2 separate regions of the Gasterosteus aculeatus genome follow, and region 1 is linked to region 2. A link is a contact called in public Hi-C data. All regions are on one chromosome and are shown on one strand. Each heading gives the region's core, a stretch centred on a gene start, on an enhancer-like site or on the middle of the called end of the contact. The rest is flanking DNA. Distances are from core to core; before and after follow the strand shown.

Region 1 (5,814 bases), core at 2,928-5,427, 53 kb before region 2:
ACGACCATCAGCGAGACAGGCGGTTGGGTTGAGATGCCAGCGAGCTGGATCGGGCCGCGCGTTCTGGACGATTTGGTGCGCGCTGGCCTGGGCGACCATGAACAAATCGCTGCTTCTGTGCTTCATGGTGATGGACCATTCACTTTCTTAATTTCACTGCTAACAGACAAGGAAAGGTTGATCTGACCCCAGAGGAAGACGTGGTAATATTTAACCCCTTATGGATCAGAATTCTAAATTGGACTGGGGGCCGATGTGGGCAATGACATCAGCAGCAGCAGTTAGCATAAGTAACGAGATGGTGTGCATTACCCAGGAGTGTTATTTGTACATGAGAAATGTACCATCCTTTGGCCTGTCTGTTTGCATAATGACAGTCTGTAGCATGAAGTCTCATTAATCTCCAGGAAGTAGCCCTAGCCCTTCTCCCCTTTTTGACTGTATAGTGAAGAAACCTTAAGTCAACCCTGCTCTCGCTCGTTCCCCCTGCACCACTGTAGCTCAACTCATTCCTTCCCTTACCAAAGCTCTAGCGAGATCAAACACAAATGCACATAGACCACAATCCAAGTATATGCTTCCATCAATTCTAATTTTAACTTTGAAGAGGAAAAACATTTTCTGGTTCAAAGTATTCAGGTGGATTTGCAGACTACTTCTTCAAGGGGCTTGATAACAGTCCAACAATATATCAGAAGAAAATAAGAACCACAAGGGCGTCGACGCACAAGGGCGAAACAGTAATGCTCTCTGTTGAGGAATTTAATAGTTTTGGTTTTTTAATCCCATCTCTGAAACCTCTAGGAAAAACCACCCAATTTGGGCTACGAGGAAACCGGACCGGTCTTGATCTTGGACTGAATCAGCCTCCACAACAAAACAAATTTGCATCAGTGATTATTTTCCAAAGGGAAAGTCTTTCCAGAGGTATAAACAGCGCAATTATTGACAAACCGTCACCGCGAAGGTAACCGTACTCTCCTGACAAGTATGCTTCGTTCAGCATGTGATATACATTACTTGTACAGATCTTTACAAGTGTTGCATTGCCCCACGATACAATGTCCTTAATGTGAGCAGGCATTGGCAATTGAGATTATTGAACTGGATTTAAGTGTCTCGGCCACCAACGAGAAGGTAAACTTTATTAGACCTTGCAGAATTTGATAGCTCAAAAGAGAAACGGATCTTCTCTTGCCGTTCACCGTGCTGCTTTGGCTGTGCTGATACACTACTGCAATATCCAGACTGGTGTCATTTAAGTAATTCTACCTGCACGATGAGATTACTTGAAGATGGCCTTGAATCTTTTCATTTTGTTCATTGCTGAAAGAAGAACTCAGATCCATAACTTAGTGTTAGTTATATTAATACTATGTAAAAATATTCCCCTTATAAGTAAAGTCCTGCCTTCGAAACCAAAGTACATATTATCAGCAAAATGTACTGAAGTATCCATCAGGCAGAAGGTTTTGCAAAAAAACAATCCGATACTCCTTCAGGTAGTGGTTGAGCTGCTGAGCACAGGTGAGAAACTAGGCAAACTTTTAACTTTTTTCACAACTTTTATTTTCATTGTCAGCAGTATTTCTTTCAGTGAACAGCTCCGTGACAATATACAATCAAGTTGCAGACTAAACAATGATCTGAAACTCTTGGTGGTCCTTAAAGCAAAGACAAGTGTGATACTGATCCTTTTTTTCATGGATTCATCATTGCAAGGGTGGTTTCACCTTGTTATTTGATACATTTTTACCATTTCAATACAGATTACAGTATTTTATATGACCAAGTGACCTTGGTAAGCCTCCTCCATCGTGAGCAACCGTGTGACATGCATTTGTTGTCCGCCTCTATGGTGTAGAAATGATTCCCTCTCTGTGCTGCTGGTGAATTATTAAAAATGGACAAAGCGGATCACTGCCAGCATTGATTGTAACGCATTTTGCTTTTTGCAACGCGATCTGCTTTGTCGAATGTGTTACAAGACTGTGGGGACCTTTCATGCAACACCTAAACATAATGTGTGTTTATGTGAAAGGTTTCCAGGACCCAAGAGAAACATGTGGTGAAATTAGAATCTATGGTTTGGCTCTCTGGGAGAACAAAGAAAAAACGTGAGACTTTAGCCAACACTAATAGCTCGGGGGAGGTCACAGGGCCGACTGCCATCTAGATGATCAACTGTGTCCTTTTAATATAGGAAATGTCAAGACTGATATGCAAGAATTTACACGTACTCCGTGATTGAAGAAACGCAATGTTGCCAAGTTTATGCAGCATTAGTGGCTCCATGAATGTGATTTCTTAGTGTTCCTAAAATAGAGCAATGCCTAATTAAGAGATTCTGCTGTCCACAGTCCAGGTGAACAAAATGTCCTTTAAAAGTCTGCAATATAGGTAATGGATTTGCAGCCCGTGCTTTTTGTACTGTGGCATTGATTCCAAACATTACTTTGATTGGGGACCCAACTCATAAACTTATTTTTATTTTGTTTGTCTGTTTTTCTATTTGTCTGTTTGGCCTTACATCACCGTTTCAATTAATCTCTCTGCGTGTTTCTGTTGCTTCCATTATGTGTCTCCAACAGCAAAGAATCCTCCACCAGCAGAACTCTCTCCCCAATTAGCATTTATTAAGTAATCCCTACCTGGAAGTAGTGGAGGAAACTGTCTCCAAGATTTGCATGAGAAGGAGCTGGATGAATAACAAATTCTGTTTGGTTTACACAAAACTCCGTCGATGTCTGAGCAATGCATCTGTGGCTGCCAGCACACTGGAGAAGCACTTTGTCGCTGTGGCGTGGTCCATGCTGTACGAGGTCCAGGCTCTGAGGAGTCTTCGCTGTCTGGGAGATAGAGACTGAGTGGAACCCATCACTATTACCTTGGCTGTTTGTGGTTGTCAGCCTGCCATACCCCTCTTTCCACAAGCAGATGGTGGCATCGCTCACCTGCCAAGTTTACACCGACGAGTGTGTGTGCATGTATGTGTGGGTTCTTGACCGCACACAAAATCGTACGTGGCAATACCACGGTAGAGTTCTTCGCAATCCAAGGCGAATGTCTGGTTGTCTCCCCTTATCTTCTACGAGAGGGTGTTTTCATGTCTATTTGCCAGGAGATCATGTCACAGGGGAGGAGAGTGATGAATCTTGACTGGATGTATATGAGAAGGCATGTAATACGGTAATGCTGCTGCTTGCGGAATGACTCGGCAACTGAACGGCGGGGAAACAAATACAGTGGGAGCGAGTCAGCAGACCACATTGCATGTCAGTATTTCCTGCAGATGTAGACTTCAACCGCTCACTGATGCCATGATTTACACATATCAAACAACACCAGGCCGAGAAGTACTTTTCACTAGGGATGCGGGCGTTTAGTTCATTTCAAACCCTTCCATGTTTGCCAGTTATCATAGTTGAGGAAATTAATAGTGACCAACGACTGCAGAGACAATGGAGGAGACAAACGGCTACCATGAGGATACAGGAACCGGCCAACTGCTAAATTAAACCAGCCATGGGCGCAGCTCATGTGAACACATGTGGATGCAATTAATAACAATATTGCCGGTGATTATTACTAAAAGCAGAATATGTGATGTTCTGTGCATTATGCTGGAGCACAATGGGCCTATATGGCCTCATTCTGTAACAGGTTGAGTCGGGAGCGAACGGCATGCAGTGGGTGAAGAAGTATTTAGACACTTAAAATAAATTAATTTAAAGGAACAATTCAACATTTTGGGACTTACTTATTTTGCTTTTCTTGGTGAGAAGAGTGGTACTACTTAATTTGTAGGCAAAATATGGAATGACAGCTAGCAGCTAGTTAGCTTAGCTCATCACAAGGACCAGAAAAGCGGGAAAAGGCTAGCATGGTTCCGTCCAAAGCTAACCCATCGATCAGCATGCCTAAATCCCACCATTAACAAGTTAGCTGTAGCTTTGGACCATGTAAAACATGTAACTAGGCTGCTAAAGCTGTCATACGTGTCATTTTGGACTAAAAGTACGATTCACGAATAGCATAAAATGGAAGTTGTGCAATAAAGGCACCTCACAACTGCTCCGCGGCCTGCGTGGGCGACTGAGTAACATTCTCCCGCTGACAGTCTGGTATGTGGGTATTTCAAATCCAGAGAAGGAAGTGTTGACACGGCATCAAAGGTACAACGTGGGGGAATATGCGCTCCATTGTTTCCCGTTGGAATGAGGTCTGGCACCTCGCCTTGGAACTGTAGTAAAATAGCGTTCACCATTCCTGTTCCTCTTATCATGTGACAGATGAGATGTCTCGCAATGCCCATGAAATAACATGTTACAGCTTGCACGCATCCATAAATCCATGTAAAGCCTTGTCTGTAACCCCCCCCACTTCCCACACTACATTTACATACTCCAAGGCTCTGTTGCATCCCTCTCGGGGTATAAAATACCCCTTTGTGGTTGCCATTAACAATCACCCAGGAAGCTCAATCAGAAGCCAATTCTGGTTTTCCCTCCTTAATGTAATGTCGGCCCCAGGCCCTGTGTGGGGTGCGCCTGTGCATTCTGGCTGAGAAGACGCCCTGAGAAGGGATTTGCGGTTTGGAAGGCCCGCGCTGGAAAGAACAACTGTCTATTGGAGCCGGCGACTTGCCCTCTCTGTGATTTTGACACATGCCCCGCGCCGTGACAGAGTCTGCAGACAGGACGCAGCCTCGACGTGCGCGGCCGAGGCCGCTGCCAGAGAGCCTGGAGCTGAGAAGCCGGGCGCAACAACCAGAACGGCTCGTAGTGGCCACAGAATATCCTCTGGAAGCAATCGCAGCAGTCTGGAGCCTCCCGGTCAAGAGGTTTAGGAGGACCAGCAAAGCCTTGAGCCAATAGTTAATTCCAAGGGCAAAAAGCGCTTCATACTGTTGAAATTACCACACAGTCCAACTCGCATGCACGCACAAACTCAAGCTGACACTGAGGCATGCCTGCACATTGTCCGCACATTCATAATCACACTTGCATAAGCACTTCTCTCCCTCAAACACAAACACATAATTCTCTCAGGGACGGTCTCTTGCCTTGAGGAAATCATTTTTCCAGCGCCAATGCCCTTGAGGGAAAAAATTAAGTTTGCATTCATGCTGCTGCAATTGTGTAAGGGGAAAAAAATGATGGAATCAACCAGGTGATATTGTACAATGACCACAAAAAATGTGGTAATTATTTTCTTTTATGGGTGTTGACTAATGTCAGGTGTTATTTGACTGATCCAATCTTGCTGCTCCAGTCCCAGAAAAAGGGGAGTGCGGGTCGGTCAGTCCTCGCTCGTAGCCAAAACACTATTTCATCACCAGGCTCTGGACAGGGCAGGATTTAGCGCTGCATGCCTCATCCATCTTTAGCGCTCGAGATGGATGAGCTTAGCTGGAGCCCTGCTCTCCCTTTCCACTCACCCTGGGAAACTTCCCTCGCTCATGGAGCACATTGGCTCCTCCCGCCGTGTCTCGCAGGCCCTCCACCTTCTTGTTCCTACACAGCTTCTCTGTTACACCCGAGCTCGCCAAAATCCACTCCTCTTCCATCTCCACTTTGATCTCCCCAAAAAACCCTGGCCTTTGTGCTTCAATTAACACTGCGAAGCTGCTCTGGGATGAGTCTCCGAGACGGCCTTGGACACTTGTAAATCACCCCCCCCCCCTGCTTTTGATGAACAGGCCGATCGGGTTCTGCTCTTTCCCCCGGTGTAAGCTCATCATCCCGGAGCTCATCCTGTTCAGATAACCTGGCCACCGAGGAGAAGCAAACCCTCTCCGGGAGCTAATCTCCC
Region 2 (6,134 bases), core at 3,454-5,953:
ATGGCCTACAGTAGACGTGAACGGGACCTGAGCAGCCTTCTGGTTGGTGTTTCTAGGATGGCGTGTCTGCAAGGCTGACCGTGATTGGCTGATGGGTCGTTGATCAACTCTTGTCTGTTTTTGCCCGTGTTCCCAGGGTCATGTGGTGATGGGGAACAACGCCATATCACCTTACCAGCAGGTGATCGAGAAGACCAAGAGCCTCTCGTTCCGCAGCCAAATGTTGGCCATGAACATTGAGAAGAAGCAGGCCCAGAGCACCAAGACCGAGGCAAGTGAAGCACTTACTGTACAAATAAAGAAAGGCACACTCAACCCCCCCCCCCCCCCCCCCCAGGTGGTGGTCGACAGCGACCAGCCGTCCCTTAGCCCATGAGATCGCTCGAGGGTCAGCATGAAAAAAAGCGAAGGGCAGTTCAAAGTGTCCGACAGAACAAGGCCAAAGAATGTTGATGACCAACCATCCACAAACGCTCTCTTTACACGAAATAAGCCAGTAAGAGCAAGTTTAAGAGCGCTGCCGCTTTCATCCCACCATTGCCCTTCAAAGGCCTAATGACAAGGTAGATTCCAAACAACCATAAACTGATGCCTGAGCGCTGTGACTCAGCCCGGCGAGGTAAATAAGGTGGACCCTCACACTAGCTTCATGGTGAACATCACTTAGAGCCCGGAGTTCCCTGCACTTAGGACCTGCTGCAGATGTCTGGCTCGGGGTCCAGTCATCCCATTTAAGTGTGTTTTTGATGTTGACCGTGTGTGTGTTTTTAGTGGTATGTTGACTTTTCAAGCACTCCCAACGACACACACAGTCCCGAGCACACGAGCTGCAAGCCGAGCGGGGGGGCCCGAGGCCACCGAGTCGCAGCAGACGCGTTAAATCCAACGAGTGGCCGTCTTTAGATGTGTTCATTTACCTCCTTCTCTATTGTTTGCATATCTGCGACAGAAGTGCTGCCATAACCCCCCCACCCCCCCTCCCCCCTCATTAAGGGGATTTTGTAATTAGACAAAAGAGGCTGCAAACCACTGGCAGAGCACCATTACATCCTGCTGTCCTCAAGGCTACAAATCACTTACATATAGTGAACATTTACTGCCTGCCATCTGGGACGGCGGCTTCGGGTCCCTGTCAGCCCCTCACAGCTAAACGTCACCACTTAACTGCTTGCATATGTGCCTCCCTTTTTCCCCCCATTTACCACAGCCAAAGTGACTTTTGATCGGCCTCCGTGATCTAGAAATGGTCTAATTCCTTGTTCGCTCCACGCTTTCTCTTTGCAGACACCCAACTGGGCCGGTCAGGACTCTGGATTTTAGCCACACAACAGGACGGATCCGCCCCAGTCATCGAGTCACAGCTTCTTTCTTTTCATTTCTTTTGTTTTTTTTGGTTCTCCCCCCCCCCCCCCCCCCCCACACTTGTATCTCAAGCACAGTGCCGTTTTTGCACTTTGTCATCACCAGTTCAATAAAAGTGACCAACGAAACCGTCCCCCCCCCCTCCGCCCCATGTTTGCCTTATTTGTGGACATCGCAAAAAGGCGGTCGAGGTTCTCCGCGTCGGTAACAGTCGATGACGTTTTAATGTGCGCGTCCAGCTGAGGTTGCGGCGTGCGATGCGGCTCATGCGTGCGCCCTGGTGATAAATGGCTGTTTAGTCTGTTGCTTTTATGGCGGGGGGAGGGAGGGGGGGGGGGCAGGCGGAGGTGATGTGCCGAAAGCCGCGGTCACACACTCTGCCAGTCATCCTCCCAGTCTGAGAGCACGAGAGAGCCGTAAAGAACCACGAGCCAGACGGACACAATCCTTTAGAATGCCCCCCCCCCCCCCTGACCAGCGCTCCTCTGGGCTTCAGACCTTCTCATGACTCAGTGCTGCTCACAGACGGGCGGCCATTCCTTCACTTGCCTTTTTCCATATAATTTAATTTAAATGAGGATTAGTACTTAGAAATACACCTGTTTCATTGGGCTCATCACTAAAGGAGGCCACGTATCAGACGATATCACAGAGTGAAGTGAATTCTCTCTCAACTCTTTTGGAAAACAGGAGCCAGCAGACTACCAGACACTTCATTACTGGTGGCCTTAAAAGGAGTACAAAAAAAGGGTGTCAATTTGGGGAATCTAACATTTCTTGATTAAAAAGTATAAATCTCTGACATGGCTCGCATCCATCCATCCATCTTCAAAGCCGCCTCGCCTCTTCATACAGGGTCGCGGGGGGGGGGGGGGTCTGCAGTCACTGCCAGCTAACATGGGGCGAGAGACGGGGTCCAGCCAATCGCAGGACATCGCTCACAGCTTCAGTCAATTACGACTCTAAAGTTTAAGTTCAGAAAAAAGCACACCAGGAGTTGGCAGTGCGGCGCTTGAATTAACAATCTTATTAGAGTGCCGTCCGTGTCAAACGTGTTTTTGCCTCTTTAAGGATTCGGTCCCCGCCTACCCGTACTGAGCGGAGTGTGAGGATTGATTATCGTAAGCTGCGTATCCACCAAGAGGTTTCGACTCTTCGCAGAACTAAAGGTTTTCTTTGGCCCTGGAGAAGGACGAAGGTGGTCACCAGTCTGCAGCCACGCCAAAGAAAGACACACATATAACATGATGCTCTCGGGGGGTTTGATTAATTAGCGACCTAAACGTTCATGTCCTTTCATAAAGTAGATTTACAATAGCCAAAAAAAACAATCCCAACTTGAAGTCCATGTAATATTTTTTTCCAAAGCTTTTGGCAATGCGTATGATCTTCTTCAACAGATGGAGATTTACTGGAGAGGCCTCATAAATGTAAATGTAAAAGTGTCAATATTGGTTTTCCGCTTCACGCTCCACAGTAGTTACTAAATGTGCCCTTTTTAGTGTGAGACGCAGGCAGATCCATCGAGCCAATAAAAGTGTGCTGTAATGCGTCAGCTTTGTTTGTGAATGTCACGTTAAATTATTTCGGGAATTGCCTCTTTCCTTTTCGGAGCCGCAAACGTGGGGAGTTGCTAAGTATAACTTGAACTTTCCCGGTTTTGCCGAACTCTCCTCGAGATTCAAGATGACCGCTGTGGCCTGGAACTTTTTTTTTTCCAATCTTTTTTTTATATATATATATATATATATATACCTTGTAAGCTGTGACAGGAACCCACGCCGAAGACCAATCCGGTCTGGATCCCTGACGTAGCAACTCCCCCCTCATTGCCATTATGGCACCGAGGGCTCCGAGCCAGACCATCCGAATGCTGACGTCACCGGCACTTATGTGCAACTGCAACGGGGGGAGGGGGGGATAAAGTGATTGGTTTACCGGCCCCCGGCCTCCTCCGTGACACATCATGAAAAATAAAAGTGCCGGCGGCCTAAATTATCACGTTCACCTTAACGGGGCACTCTCAAGATGTTGTTTTAGAGCGCGGTCCAAACCGAAGGCCCTGCCTGCGGCTGACAGCCGGCCCGACCGCAGTCACTGCTCTCCGGATGAATAACACACCAGGTCAGGACAAAGGTCACCACAGGTTTTGGCGGGCAAACAACCACCGTCCCAACCTTTTTATTCACGTGCTTTTGGAGGCCCCCCTCCTGCATAATATATCTTTTCTCTTTTCAAAAATAAAAAAACCTTTTCTATTTTGTTAAATGTTGTGTTAAAAGTTTAATTCCAACATGTAAGAATTACGTTCTGTAAATGTTAAATTGGGGAGGTCTGACGAGCATCTGAGATGCCCCCGAACACCACGTGGTTAAAATCCCTTATTACCGTTTCATTATTTTATCCTGTGCAGTGAAAGGCTGTTCTTTACTTAACACTGTGTTGGTGAGGAATAACTGGCATGGCCAATATAATTCACACATGTTTAGAAAAAAAAAAGCAGATTTAGTGCCACACCTAGTGGCTGAAGAGGGTAAAACATTCACCACGTGTATCCTAACGAGGATGGGGACCAGTCACCGATCAATACTAATACAAATACTGATGTTTACAATATTAATAAATTACTTGTATCTGATTGTTGTCCTGCAAACTGTGTTTAACTTCCATAAAACCACCGTGACAGATAATCTGTTGAGTTGGGATCGTCCCGGGGGGGGGGGGGGGGGGGGGGGGTGGGGGGGGGGGGGGCTCTTGGGTCCTTATCCCGTAAGGTAAGTTGCATGATGACGTCGCACGGGTGAGTCAGCGTGAGAGAAGCTCTTTTTATTCTAATTCACGTCCCAACACTTCCAGCCTCCCGGAGGATGATCATTGATTTCGGAGGAGGGGGAGGAGGGGGAGGAGGAGGGGGAGGAGGGGGGAGGAGGAAGAAGAAGTAGAGGAGGAGGCTGCGCGTTGGAAGAGGCGTGACGAGACGGTTGACTCGCGGGGCCACATCATTACGCGCATTATGTAGATAATTGCCTTTTTTGGCGAACCTCTAATTATTCAATCGGGCCAATCCTCTGCGGCAGAAAGCTCAACCAGATAGAATTGTCGAAAAGACGAACTTCAAGCTCGAGTTTTATTTCTTTATCTACAATAGAAATCACTTTCCTTAGGAATTTAAATGAACCTTCCACAAAGGAATATTCTAGGCGTTAAACTATCTCAAAATAAAGTCCCGAAAAGCCCAAACCTCATATCCCCTTAAAAGAAACTCACTAGGACCCGGAGGCGACCTCGCACCGGGCAGTGCGTGGAGAGGGGAGGGTGGGTGGGAGGGAGAGAGGGGGGCGGAGGGAGGGGGTGCTGGGGTGGTAGGGGAGACGAGACTAAATGTCATCCTCAACATCTTAAATACGCGCGCAGTGTCCAAAACCAGAAGGGGTCCAACACGTGACGGCAGCGCGGCTCTATATGAGGAGAAAAGGCAGCAAGCATCAGGACCAGTCGGGAGTCAAGTCAGCGCGCAGGCTCAGCGGACCCGCGCTCTCCGCTCCAGAAAGGAAAAAAGAAAAACACGCACGCAACACATGTGAGTTTGTTTTTCCACCGCTGCGCACGGGACACGGAACCGGACCGGAGTTCCAGTGAGGGAACGCAGGTAAAACGGAATCTAAGGTTTTAGCAGAGAGGAGGAGAGGACACCCCCACAATCCCCTCGCACCCCTTTCCCGAGACCACCTATCTCTTTTTTTTTTCTTCCCCCTTTTTGTTTGCCTCCTTCTCGGACCTCTGTTCCCTTCTGGAGACACAAGTTTGTTCACTCAAAAGAGGGATGCTGCATGTTGCCGAGCCGCACTTGCACTCAGCGGGAACCTAAAAGTGGACGGGAGCGGATTTTGCACTTCTGATGCAAGGTACACACCGACACGTTCTTTCGCGGAGCGTTCCGGCGACTATTACGCACGGGTACACGTTTCTTTTTGGGGCGGTTGGAGGTGGAGGGGCGTCTGGGCAGCGCGCATCGCCTTCGAATCTGTGATCTCCTCCAACGTTTTGGCTTTTTGTTTTTACCCCCCTCCGCCCCCTTTACTTATCACCTCACGCTTCACTGTTTAGGAAGGTGTTGATTTCATTACACTGTTATCTAAGTTAACCTCCTTTGTCATTCTCCCCGCAGCGCACCGGAGCGGACGCTTATTGACCGGAGGACCGGCGCGCTCCATACCATGATCCCGACCGGCGGCCGGATAACACGTCGCATCCCGTCTGATGTTTGACACATTGGAGGATCGACTCAAGAAACTTGGAAGAGGACAATACAAAGTCAGCGAATCCACGCCGAGCCGCGCCGGCACCTTTTTTCTTGCTTTTTCTTTTTCTTTTTTCTTTTAACTGGGAGTCCGAACCAACAGATCGCCGTCCAGATGCAGTTTCGACTCTTCTCATTTGCCCTGATCGTATTGAACTGTATGGAGTACAGCAACTGTCAGGCGCCGTCGCACCGCTGGAGGAGAAACAAAAGAGGTAAGACCGGGTTGTAGCGCGCAGGTCTGCAGGAGCAGCATCCCTCCAGGGTCGGGTGGGGGTGGCGGGGGTGGCGGCGCTCTAACAGATGGCTTTCGGAGAGTTTGTGGGTCACGGGAGGCAACAGTCCTAAACAAGGTTGCCCACGCATCCTGTTAAATGCCCGCGTGCGACCCGAGCGGATGGAAATTTTAGGGTGGGGGGGGGGACAACATTAAAAAAAGATTGATGACAATCAAAGTTTTTATTCAATTAAC

The links. A called contact is a pair of places that touch in the nucleus more often than the background predicts.
Region 1: a Hi-C map of skeletal muscle shows a contact between it and region 2, with 2.3 times the contacts expected there. The contact joins the enhancer-like site here to the promoter of rspo2 in region 2. A contact is called at or near these places in 3 of 6 Hi-C or Micro-C datasets (blood and trunk muscle, liver and skeletal muscle).

Annotation. Positions count from the first base shown.
Region 1 is chr20:16,295,829-16,301,642 of fGasAcu3.hap1.1, reverse strand. No RefSeq gene overlaps it. Among protein-coding and RNA genes, the nearest start is that of emc2, 22 kb to the right of the region's middle. Within about 2 kb of position 4,177, at least 3 of the 9 cell types and tissues checked have open chromatin away from gene starts, as enhancers often do.
Region 2 is chr20:16,242,552-16,248,685 of fGasAcu3.hap1.1, reverse strand. rspo2 (R-spondin 2) reads left to right here and starts at 4,703. Exons shown (of 6, transcript XM_040166367.2): 1 at 4,703-5,267; 2 at 5,531-5,877. The coding sequence starts at 5,778. eif3ea (eukaryotic translation initiation factor 3, subunit E, a) reads left to right here. Exons shown (of 13, transcript XM_040165470.2): 12 at 137-271; 13 at 1,285-1,494. The coding sequence ends at 1,320.